Regions from separate parts of the Gossypium arboreum genome. Here region 1 is linked to region 2. A link is a contact called in public Hi-C data. All regions are on one chromosome and are shown on one strand. The core of a region is the stretch at or near the end of the contact, and the rest is flanking DNA. Distances in the headings are between cores, read along the strand shown.

Evidence for each region. A called contact is a pair of places that touch in the nucleus more often than the background predicts.
Region 1: a Hi-C map of leaf shows a contact between it and region 2, with 4 times the contacts expected there. The contact joins the promoter of LOC108466971 here to the promoter of LOC108473806 in region 2. A contact is called at or near these places in 3 of 5 Hi-C or Micro-C datasets (all in leaf).

What each region holds. Positions count from the first base shown.
Region 1 is chr11:38,152,802-38,159,154 of ASM2569848v2, forward strand. It overlaps LOC108466971, which reads left to right and starts at 1,904. Exons shown (of 6, transcript XM_053020814.1): 1 at 1,904-2,077; 2 at 2,546-2,794; 3 at 2,945-3,255; 4 at 3,334-3,390; 5 at 3,552-3,976; 6 at 4,475-5,039. The coding sequence starts at 2,010. The coding sequence ends at 4,756.
Region 2 is chr11:38,010,114-38,016,854 of ASM2569848v2, forward strand. It overlaps LOC108473806 (U-box domain-containing protein 4-like), which reads left to right and starts at 3,841. Exons shown (of 6, transcript XM_017775572.2): 1 at 3,841-4,287; 2 at 5,782-5,889. It also overlaps the pseudogene LOC108471447.

The sequences.
Region 1 (6,353 bases), core at 654-3,153, 140 kb after region 2:
TTAATGCTTGACTGATAGTTATTATATGCGAATTCAACTAAAGGCAGATACTTTTCCCAATTGCCTTTGAATTCTAAAATACAACACCGAAGCATATCTTCTAGAATTTGTATCACACGTTCGGATTAACCATCAGTCTGAGGGTGGAATGCAGTGCTGAAATGTAATTGCGTACCTAGAGCATCTTGCAACTTGTTCCAGAATCGGGGTGTGAATCGTGGATCTCTGTCTGAAATAATGGAGACTGGCACACTGTGTATTCCGACAATTTCAGAAACATATAACTCTGTTAATCTGTCTAGGGAGAAATCCATACGTACCGAAATAAAGTATGCAGACTTCGTCAAACAATCAACAATCACCCAAATGGCATCTTTTTTTAGTCCTTCCTTTTCTTTTTTAATAAATGACCCAATATTTTTACTTTTTGCATAAATGGCCCAATATGTTTATACTTCTTCTTTTCCATCCCAAAAATCTCTATTTTCAAAGATGGTGATCTGTTTCACTCTATCATCAATCTCTTTTGTCTTCTTCTCTACCTTTCAATCTCTTCCCATCCAAATTCTGTCATGCCAAAACCTAAACCACAACTTCCATTCTATGCCCTCATGGCCACCATTGTTTTGTCACTAAACTACAGTTTCCAATCTTGTGTCGCCAAAACCAAAAACAAATATTGCAACCCAATTGTTTGTGAAAATGTCACAATGAGCTACCATTTTTTATTACCAACCCAACCTCCCAAATGCGACAACTACAAATTTGAACTTGACTGCGACAGCAACAACCCAAACCATGTTTTTAAAAACCAATAAACCTGAATCAATGAAAATGACTTTGTGATACCATGTTAACAACCAGATTCAGAGCTTATTGTAATTCCATTCGTTATATGAACCTTTCTCTGCAAAAAGGGCTTCGAATTCATTCAATTTGTCTTGTTTTCCAACCGACAATTCTTAATCCTGTTAAGGATCTAGAGGATATGTGTTCATCGTGGAGAAGCAGTAAATCTTTTGTTGAATTGGTTCGGACAATGCTTTGTACCAAAGCTATGGCGCCATATACATAAGATTCAGAAAAGTGAAGAACTGTTAAATATGCTTCCCTATGATTAAATTGCTTGTTTTTCAGCTTATTTTGCCTTGCATTATCTGTGGAATAAAGATAAAATTGTATTAAAAAACAACAATTTAGGCTTTGTTTGATGAAATTTAAATAGCAATTAGTCCAACTCGCTAATAGGATTTAAAAGATCCTTTCTGTTTGATATGAAAATTTTCTCTTATTCTCCTCCTCCTTCTCGTCCTTCCTCTTCTTCTTCTTTTATTCCCCAGCCTAGTTAAGGTTTTAAATTGGGACCTTTTACACAATAGGATGTCATGTCACTTTTCCATTACGTTTGTAACGGAAAATGGTTAAAATGACTGATTTGTTATTTTTCGAAAGTTGAGTGACTGAATTGAAATCAAAGTGACTGTTTTATCAGTTACATGTCATGTCATTTTTCTATTACATTTGTAATGGAAAATGATTAAAAGGGTTGATTTGTTATTTTTAGAAAGTTAAGTCACTGAATTGAAATCAGAGTGGCTGTTTTGTCAACCACATCAAAGTTGAGTGAATATTAGTGTAATTTACCCTAAATATTTAGTATATAAAAAATAATCTAGAACAGCTGATTTATTTTTAACTCAATTAGCATGAATATTATTACTAATGCAAGAAAACGTCGATTTGAGTACTCCTACAATGATATTGTTAAAAAGAAAAATAATCAAGCAATTTTTAATACAAAACTTAAATTAATTTTATACAATAGTATAGCGACTATTAATAGAGTTTGACTAGAAATCCTTACTTTTAAGCCAACATTTGATATGGTCCTTTGACTTTTATTTAATTTATTTTTATTTCAATTTGTAAACTATTCAATAAATTCCAAAAAATAAAAATAAAAATAAAAAAAGAACCCTACGTCATTGCGGCGTAACACTCTCCTGCGCATGGTGAACTTGGCTCTCTCGCTCACCAATCAAAGTTCAACACGGAAACAAAGAGACTCGAATGCCAGGTTCTTCTCCTCCTCTTCTCTCTTCCCTGTTCTGAGGTTTAGGGTTTTCTGATTTTGTGGATTTCCGTTTTTCTTTTTTGTAATTTTTATTTTTATTTCATCAGAATAATTTTTCCTTATGGTTTTCATTGATCACTTTTACCATCTATTGTGGAAATAAACGAGTCTTGATTTATCATTATCTTTTCTTTTCCCTGCTACGTCGATGAATGTTTTACCTTTTAAAAGGAAAAAAGGAAGAAGCAAAGGTTAAAATTATTGATTTGAATTTTTCAGGGATTAGTTATTAACTCACTTATAATGAATTTAAGGAGTCCTTGACTTGGAGCTAAAAAACAAGTCGAAATCAATGACGGAAGTGTTTTCGAATAATAACGAAAATGGAAACTTGCCCTTTGATTCCAAAGATAAGATTATGCATTGTGTGAGTAATTGTGAGGACAATGGCTTTGTTGAGGAAACCTTCAGTGGAGTAGAACCACCAAAGATACACGAAGGAAACCAGGATGTGGACATTAACATAACTGAATGTACAAATTCTGGCGTTGATAGGTTACCTGTCACCGAATTTCAGGATGCCACTGATAATTCGAGTTCTTTCGGTGGTACAATGTCTGGGGATGAGAACGACTCTGCAATAAGTGATGCTGAAGTTGAATCAGCATTATCTGGTGGCAGTCCGTTCGGATCTCTGCTTGATGGATTGTTTCAAATGAGGTACTTTTTGTAGGTTGAACTATGTTATGTTTGTTTAAAGTGTTATTTGCTACTGTCTTACTGTTCTGTGGTGTGTATATCTTTTCTCGATTTTATGTCAGATTACATGGTGCACTATTTAGATTGTTTTCCTTTTCCTAAATTTTCCAGGAAGAGAAAGTTGACGGATCATTGGAGGAGGTTTATTCATCCCCTTATGTGGCGATTTAAATGGTTAGAGCTGCAACTTAAGGAACTTAAGTCTCAAGCATCAAGATATGATAGAGAAATTGTGGGATATGATCAGAAAAGGAAGTTTGAATATGAAAAGTTCACAATTGAAGGGCTTAATGTAAAGTCACAACCCTTTCAATGTCAAGTTCAAAGGAAGAAAGTAATGAAGAGGAGGAAAAGAAAACGGATTGAAAATATGACTGATTTAGCATCTTACATGTCATGTCATAACATCTACTCGTATTATGGTATGATTTTCATAATCATTCTTTTTGGAATGTATTTTCCAAGTGCAAACCTGATGAGTTTATTTTCTTTGCTCCCAGAAAGTAAGAAATCTGTCATTGCTACTGCCACTCTAGATGATGATAATGGTAAATTAGGTAAGAGGAGTTATATTTAACTCAGATTTGGTGACTGTGTAGCTTGTAGGTAATAGGGCAAGGTTCAACTAATAACTCTTGCATTGTGTGCCTGCAAACATTGGCTTTCTCCCTCTACTAGATGAGATTTTGTCTATTTTCTTACATCATAATTTTTGCAGGAACCAAAACAGACTACACCAATGATGACTTTGGATTTATTGATGACTTGTCTCATCTTGAATTCAGTGATTCTGATACTTTGTCAGAACAGATCCTTAGAAAGATTGATCTTCTTCAATCGCAAGCTCGTAAACTAAAGACCAGAGTTGACAAGACGGTGAATGAAAGTCCTCGAAAGTTCTCTTCCATTAATATGTTGAGTTCACCTGCATTAACCGGTTCTAGAAATCAACCTTCTCCAACTCGGAGTGGAGATAGAGCCCTGGTTAGATCTCAACATACTTCATCCCAGCATCGATCTAAGAGTCACTTTAGAGTTCTTTTTAGGCCTGGAAGTGCAGTCTCAAGCCATGGAGAGGTGACACCCTTTCCTGATATGATTGAGGGCTCCGGTCAGCATCTTGCTGGGATTTCTTATGAAAATGTGAGCTCTCTTTTCACACATTCTTCTTCGTCTTGGTCTTTTGGAAGTTTTTTCTTCCATCGTTTTCTATTGCTAACAATTCTTCTCTTATTTTAAGTTTTACGCTTTAATTCGTTGCTGTTGCTTATTGCCATGGTAGCAGATAACAAGATTTTAGTTGGATCTGGATTTATGGTTTAATTCTTTGCTCCTGCTAATTCTGGTCCTACTAAAATGCTAGCTTTGTTTCTCTGTGACTAATGACTAGGAAAGAAAGCTTTTTTGTTTCTCTGTCTAATATGAAATTGAAAAACATTCTCCTCATCAATTTTCTTTCGCTCTTCTTATTATTTCCTCCTTACTAGTTCTTTTGCACATCTAATCAGGATCCGTTTTTAGTTTTTTTTTTTTCTTTTTTTGTAATAGATGTTGTGTATGATGGCTAGTATTAGCTTCTAAATATCCATTTTGACCATCTAGTTTTCATTTATAATGCAACTGCCATCATTATATATGCAGACGGAGGATGATATTTTGATACATAATCAGGCTGCCAAGGAAGAGTTGCAAAATTTTCAAAGTGGTTTAACTCAGCAGGCAGAGGAATCGCGGATTCCAATTGAAAAGCCTAAGACAGTTTGTACTGCTCTTGCTCCTGCAGATAACCCCCCTACAAACCCTCCTGTTCCACCAAATGTGAAGTTAACTTCTACTTCCAAGTCAAAGGGCCCTAGCAACAAAAGGAAGAGAGGAAAAAGAAAATCTGGCACAGGTAAGTGGAGTCGGAGATCCTCAGGTTAGATAAATTTATTAAGTTGGGATTTTGTATGTATACATGTTATGAGAAAACAACACCTGGAAGGGCAGTGGTAAACTTTTGATGCTATCTACAATTATATCTTTGTACATGCTTAGTGTCTATTTCCCAACCTTCTTGTTGCATCAAGTATGGTTTGTACATGCACTTCTCACCCTGAGGGGACACACTTCTTCAGTATAGATGCCATGTGGTATTCTAAGTATGACATCCTGTACAGGGATATTACTTTATTTTGGTGACGTACATATAGCGTTTCTCAATCAATTTGTCATTGCTTGGCATTTCTCATTTAGGTTGAAAAGTGAAGGGTAATGTTTATTAAACAAACGAAACAAGGGTCATTAATTGTAGAGTGTACCGGTGAGATTTTACAAGAAGAGGAAGAAAGAAGCCAAATGTGATTTGAGAAATGAGATGGGATGTGGCATTAGTAAATGAAATGAAGTGCAGTATGATTTCAGGTTTGAAGGAACAGTAAAGAAAAAGGTGTAGCATTGAATCATGGGTGTTGTTCAAACCCTTACGGTTAGTGAAACATACTCAAACAAAGTCCCTGGCATAAAATCAGCACCATCTTATGTCTTTCCAGTTTAGACAAAATCATTAGATTTATATATTTTCATGTCAAAACAAAGTTTAGCATATACTTATGTTACTCACGTGTTAAGCTTCATCAGCATTGTAAGCTATCAAGATGTCAAATTTTGCATCAAACTGTACACTCTCTGCAATGAAAAGCTCTTTTGGGGGCAACTATTTGACTTCATGGCGTAACAATATGCGTATATGGATCCTATTGTTCTTGGGGCAAACTGACATTTGCTCTAGAAATTTGCACACTTTTATATAAAACCTAGGAAATCTTCATTTATCTCATATTGCTATATGAGCTGGACTGTTTGAGATCACAACTTTTTTCATTTTTTTCCCATCTCATGAGCATCTTTCATTCATTTTCAGGAAGAGACATCAAATTGAAGGGGGTGTTGTTCTTTTCAATTTTTTTTTCTTTTACCATAATAATTAGCATGAGATGGGAAGAAGAGAAGAGAAAAAAAAAAGATAGAATTGCCTTAATTTTGAACCAGACTAGATCAGCCGATCGGACTTGTTGGATGTGGAACCGGTTGGGGTACCGGATCTAAGAGAGAAAAAACTGGATGACCCATGAATCGGGACGGATCTGTTGAATCGGATTAAAAAGTTGATTAAACCAATAATTGAATTGGATTTTACACTCTTTTTCTTAATTTTATGATTTTTTAAAATAATTTAGTTAACTTGAACCGAATAAATCAATGAGATTAAGAATGTTTTAGAGACACGGTTGAACCAAACGTAATTAATAGCGTCTCTATACAGTAGTGGGAGAGTAAGATATGGAAATAGGAAGATTAGAGATTATACAGTATGTTTGTTTAATTAATTAAACAGTTACATAATTAATTTTGTTTTGTTCCATTCCCTAGAAACTTGACCTCTCCAATTTTATTTTACTTTATATAACTTGGGCTTTTCTAAGAAAAAAAAAATTAGAAAGGAGTTTGAAATTTGTCTCTCTTTTGGAGATTTCCAAAT
Region 2 (6,741 bases), core at 2,591-5,090:
TATGATTGTTCTTTTCCCTCTATCTCATATTTGCATCTTTATATTGAAGATTATGAAGGAACTTAATAGCTTAAAGCAGATCAGCGGTGCTGTTCCAAGTTACAATGATACATGCTTTTCTGGTATTAGCAGGTATTACTTATATTATGTACCATAACAGAAAATTTGAAATATTTGTAATCTACTTGTTATATAAAATGATTAGTTATGTAATATTATATAAAATGATTAGTTATGTAATATTGTTAATATTGTTTTCTGCTTCAGTGATGTCTCTCAACTCTCAAAAACTTTTCCAACAATTGAACTGGTATTTGAAAATCAGCAAAAATTGTTGCTTACACCTGAGAATTACTTGTTTCGAGTAAGCTTCTCACAATGTAATTGCTTTCCTGTTGATTGAACTTCTTTATTTCTCAAGGAAACCTTCTTAAGGTTATACTTGAAGTTGGTTTAGCAATAATTGTATTTGATTCAGTATTTTGCCCTGTTCTTAATGTTCAATACATGACTAGGGGTTTTCCTCTTATCTTACATCTTATTCATGAAGCATTCAAAGGTACAAGGTGCATATTGCCTTGGGATCTTCCAAAATGGAATGGACCCAACTACCCTTCTGGGAGGTATGTTTAATTTCAGATAACTTGTATTCTGTGATGCTATTCATTTTAAGTTTTCATGAGACTGTTTTTGGTTGCTCGGTCTTAGGATTGGAATTTGATGGAACTGGGACCATCTTCTTGGGCAAAGCTTTAGTTAGACTGCTGTTTTGTTGTTTTCTTTCGTGTTGTAATAGGAATCATTGTGCGGAATACTCTTGTTACATATGACCGCAAGGACTCAAAGATCGGTTTTCTTTCGTGTTGTAATAGGAATCATTGTGCGGAATACTCTTGTTACATATGACCGCAAGGACTCAAAGATCGGTTTCTGGAAGACTAATTGTTCTGAACTATGGGAAAGGCTTCATGTAACCAGTGCACCATCACCATCACCATCACCATTTCCATCTCCATCTCCATCTCCATCTCCATCATCTTCAAGTGGGAAGGAAAATTCAACCTTTGAAATGCCACCTATATCAGCTCCTGAGGAATCACCTATATATGCTCTTATAGGTACTGTAAACCATGGTTATACCAGGACCTATCACAGGGTTAGAAGTTAGAACTCTACTCTGCAGTTCATTTTATTGAAATGCATAAATGATAAATTTTTGTAGAGTATGCTTTCCAAGTGCTATTGTGATACTATAGTGACATTTTCATGTTGATATATAGGGGAAATTGAAATTGGTGAAATTTCATTGGATTTGGCATTGAACGTCAACCACTCATATCTAAAGCCTCGTCTTGTCATGCTTCTTGAGTTCATGGCTAAGGAGCTAGGCGTTAATGGTTCACAGGTTAAACAACTACCATCTTCGAAAGCAGGAGCATTTTATGACTGTAATTTATGTATTATTAATGTGAAATTACATGTTAAATACCGAAGGAATTTTCAAACTATCTTACTGAACAGTTGGTTTTTCTGTCTATGGTTAGGTTTCACCTTATTGGATTAAGAAAACTTTTGGATGATTTCAGGTACATTTATTGAATTTTACATCTGAAGGAAACATATCTTTTATTAAATGGTCCATAGTCCCCTCAGGATCAGCAACCTACATTTCTAATACTACTGCAATAGTAAGTTCTCTTTTTAGATCATTGCATTTCCTTTTATGTACAAGAATACAATTTATTTGTTTCATGAGTTCCTGCTTCCAGAATATAATATCTCGGCTTGCTGAACATCGTGTGATGCTTCCTGATGACTTCGGAAATTATCAGTTGGTGCAATGGGAAGTGAAGCCTCCTTCGAAACAGTATGTTTCCACCTCTCTCTCTCTCTCTTTCTCCTCGTACTCTTGCATGGATCTGAATTAAGAAAGGCTGGCTATAAATTATAATTTCTAGAATTCCCTCACTCTTCTCGTGTCTGTGTAGATCTTTTACAAAGTTAATTGGTGATAATGGCTGGATCAGTGAATGCTGTCGTTCTATAGGGTGTAGATCTTCTGTTTAGTACATTGGTGCTAATGGCATAACATATAGTTGTATTGTATAAGAAACAGTTTGTATATATGCATGCAGGATATATATTTAATGACCCATTCCAACTCCATTTTGATTTGCTCCATTTACTTTTGCTGATATAAGGTCTAAATGGATTTGTTCATGTAATAATACAGAACATGGTGGCAGCGGCAGTATCTGGTGGTTCTTTTGGGTATTATGATGTTTATAATTGCAGGATTAATCGCATCTGGAATATGGCTATGGAGTCGCAGACGACAGGGGCAGATTCCATATCAACCGGTTGATGGAGCAGCTCGAGAACATGAACTCCAACCCCTGCAGTCTTAAAAAAACTCTGAAAGAAAGAAAGAATATTTTTTTTCAGACAGATTTGGGTTATGGATTCTGCACCCAATACAATTCATTGCTCTACAGTTTTGTTGGATGAGGAACCTTCGCCTTCTTTGCTTTTTAGAAGAAAAAAGATATTAAATTAAATAAACGCAACATCCAAAGCAAGACTTTTTAATGGGTCAAAACTGACGGATGCTAATTTCAATTTTGCCTTACGAGTGAGTTAGGACCACACCTGTTTTCAAACATTGACTTTCAATTTTTGTATTTACTCTTTATTTATTATTCTTATGTATCAAATTGGAATTAATACCACTTATAATATATATTTTCTATTGAAACTTTTATTATGTTGTGGGATTTTAATTTAATTATTTAAATATTTTCTTTTACAAAACATAATTTAATTGAGAAATTATTAAAACATAATTATTTTACAAAATAAAATTATATGATTATGAGGAGGTTTTTGTTTTTTATTTTATAATTCAATAAAATTTGAATGGAAAGCACAATTTATGCAACTTTTAAACATCATTTAATTTTTATATAAAATTTTTATTAATATATTTTTTAACATTATTTTTTTACCTAGGTGTGCTATAAAATTAATTATTATTAAATCATTTTAATGAGATTATTTTTTGAAATGAATTAAGTTTCAAAGTAGTTTTTCAACTCATAAGTGTCTGAAATAATTAGTTTTTAAATTAGAAATAATCAAAGGTTTGACATTTTAAGTTAGGGTACTAAATTATTATTATATTTATAGTTTGATTATATAACTTTAAAAAGTTACAAAATAGTAGTTGAACTATTCAAAAATTTTTATTTAAATTATTGGGCTATTAAGTTTTATTTTTTTTAAATATGATTAACGAGCTTTAAGTGACCATTCAACAATCGGTATGATGTATTAGTTCCCATCGATGAGTAGATGAACATATCTTATCTCCAAATTGATTTGAAGATTAGTGTCAGGGATCAGAGAAAAAAATTGTTTGGATGTTGGTTCACATATTCGTGATGTTCAAAGATGTTTTATGAAAAAACTAAACTACATAAGAGAAGGGGAATGCAAGTTTTCGATTGGTGCACACAGTGCGAATAAAGAAAGCCATACAACAGTGATTTTAATAGTTGAATGAATTAAATGAAAAAATCACAGCTCAATGAATTAAATGAAAACTTTTAATAGTTAAATGATCATTTTATAACTTTTTTAAGTTGGATGACCAAAACATAAACTTAATAATAATTTAACGATCTTGGATGTATTTTACCTTGACTTAATACGGTATCTAAATTTTGGATTCATCTTTTATAAATTTTAATTTTGATTTTACAATATTATATTTAAACTAGATATTATTTTTTAAAAGTATTTTTTATTATTTTAAACAACAATGTTAAGCATTAAAAATTTAAGTTATATTTGTTTAAAGCACTTTCTCCTTCGGAAAAAAATGGCAACCGGCGCTAAGAATACCATAAAATCTCTGTACTGAGGAACTTCGACCGGCAACCGGCTCTTTTGGCGGTTGTCAGTAGTACCGTTCCCAAAATCCAGTCAAAATATGCGTAAGAAAATTCAGAAAATGACGAGAATGTCCCACCCTTTCTATCTAAGTAATCACAGCAAACAATTAAAGAAACTTTAACTAAACCCCAGATATTTAATCCATTGAAAAACGAAAAGGAGAGCAAAAAAAACTGCTAGAAATAAAGAAAAAAAAAAAAGAAGAAAAGAGGGCCTGAAGGCACAGCAACATAATAGCGAAATCTGGGCTCTTTTTAAAATATATTCTGCTTCTTACAAAAATCAAGAAAATGAAGGAAATTCCAACATTCCACAACTCTAAGGTGCATTTAGGTACCAGTTCCTCTTTTTCTTTCTGTTTTCCTTTCCTTCCTTTCTTTTTTTCGTGTTAGCTTTGAAAATTTCTTTATGTTTTTCCGAATTTATTTATCTTTGAATTTTGATATATGAATCCGGGTTCCTGCTTAACAAGTTAGAGAATCAAAGCTTCGTTTTTGGGTTCCTTGTTAAGATCATAGAGACCCATAACAGTGTTGAAAGATCTTGATTGAGGTCTCTCTTATTTCCTTGCAATTTCTGAATGTTTTGACTAATTACTTCTTTGGGCCTCGTTATTTTCAAACCATAAGAAAACCCATTTGATCTATTTACTTTCTGTATGACCATATTGTTTGATAGTATGATTTTTAAAGGCTATGTAGGTCTTTGGATAAATGAAATTTTAATGTCTGAGGGGGTTCTTGTGTTAACTTTAGTTATTAATTTGTTTTGCTGTTGTAAAAGTGTAAAAGAAACAGATTAAACTTGCACTTCCATAGGTTAATATTATTTTTTCTATGATTGGGAGGCCAGTATGTATGTATGCCTGAATCATTAAGGTGTAAAAATGATTTTATTAAGTTGTTGTTTCACTATTCTGTTCTCTTGAACTTGCTAGTTATTTTAAAATATAAAGCCATGTAAATGACGTAAGGAACCAGTTGGAGATAGGTTTTTGAAGTAATGATTTGGGTAAATCTTTTGTTTTCATTATTACCGTGCTAGTTTCCATCTAGCAGCATATGTTTTTTAGCATCTGGAATTTGAGAGTGGTTGTTGGATCATTTTATGTTTATTTTGCAATTCTTGTTAAGGTCTTTATATCCTTTGATTTGCAGCATCCAAATAATACTGTAGTCTTCTTGTTTCTGTTTCAATGTTGTCTTCATTCTAATCCATAAGCTACATACATATATTGATGTCTCTGGATTGAATTTTAATTAAACCGCAAATGATTACCGAAAATAGGAAAATACATCCAAATAGTTAACTTGAATTTCCTAGAAACTAGGGCTTTAGTAGAGAGTAACTGTACAGGCTACAGAAGCTTACAAAGTCCTGCAGTAAAGACAATTCCATTGAAGGAGCAGTCACAGAATTTCAATTAGTCCTTGGCTTTCATTCATCTTATCTTAACTTCAGAGAGTGATTTGGCTTGCTATTAGTCAGCTAACTCCCTTGTCTGTGGTGGGTGAATGGGGATCATGTTATGTTTAACATGAACTGTGGAGAGCTGGTTTTTTTCTATTACCTTTTTAGGTTTACCTTAATAACATTTTGATGGATACTTGGAAGGTTATCAGCATAATAAACTCTAAAAGGAAACTTTGTTGTAATTTGATTGGGTTTTTTGGTGGTAAATATTATATTTGAAATTTTAGAGTTTCAATGTACTTATATAATTATTATTTTTTTAATCTTATTTTTTACTTTAAAATTTTGGCTCCTTATAAGGATTGCTAGTTGGCAGATTTGAGATTTCAAGAATCTGTGTGGTTCTTTTTCTAGGTTTTGGTATGGAGTTTGAGAAGCTGTTTCTTCAGTTTAACGGAATAATATGGTTTTCCAAGGATCACTAATGAGAAAGAATTTTGCTGTCAGAGTTTACAAGAACAGGTATGTACATTACAATGTCCTTTATCTGGACCTTCGTGGTTCACTTTTTTCTTCAAACTTGGTCAATGAATTTATGCAGTTTGGTAAATGAATTTATCATAGGCAGTATATGTGATTGCCTGATGATTTACTTTGGATTTAGTTGAATGCTGAGAGGGGAATCTGTTGAACCAAAATAATTAGGTTGTTAGCTTTCTCCAATTGTTCCTTGTGATTTATGTTTAAATCAACCTAATCTGATTTGTATTGGAGGTTTATTCAGCACTAGTTCTTTGACTATTTCTTTAGTTTCTCTATTCTTCATTTCATCCTTATTCTGTTTTGCTCAATGATGACATTTTAGCTCGTCACATCTTCTTTGATTGGTTCAAAAACATTGAGCAGTTAAGCTCTTTGATGAAATGCCATTTTCTAAATGCTAACAGATCTAGTGGTGATTGTTACCTTGAAAACAACTGATCCTTTTTCTGGTATTTTCTTTGTTTTGCCACACACCTGTGACGTAATTATTTGAAATTCTGGAATGACATCTAAGTAAATGGAAAAAAAAATGTTTAACCGAGAGGTAAACTTGTTGAATCTAAAATAACATGGGCTGTTGGGTATTTATCATGAACTTTAAGAGGGCATTATTACTTTGAAGTTACTGACAGGCTGGTAACTTCAAAGCATTAAATGTTTTGCGAAAACTTATACCTAAGGAAATGTTTGCCTAAATCTTGTCATCTCAATGCAATAGTATTGACTTCATTTGTTCTAAATTAGTATGTCTCATGTGGAGCTTGAAAATTGATGAATTGGTTAGGATCAATGTTAACAAAAAAAAAAAAAACGAGATTTGATTAAACTTGA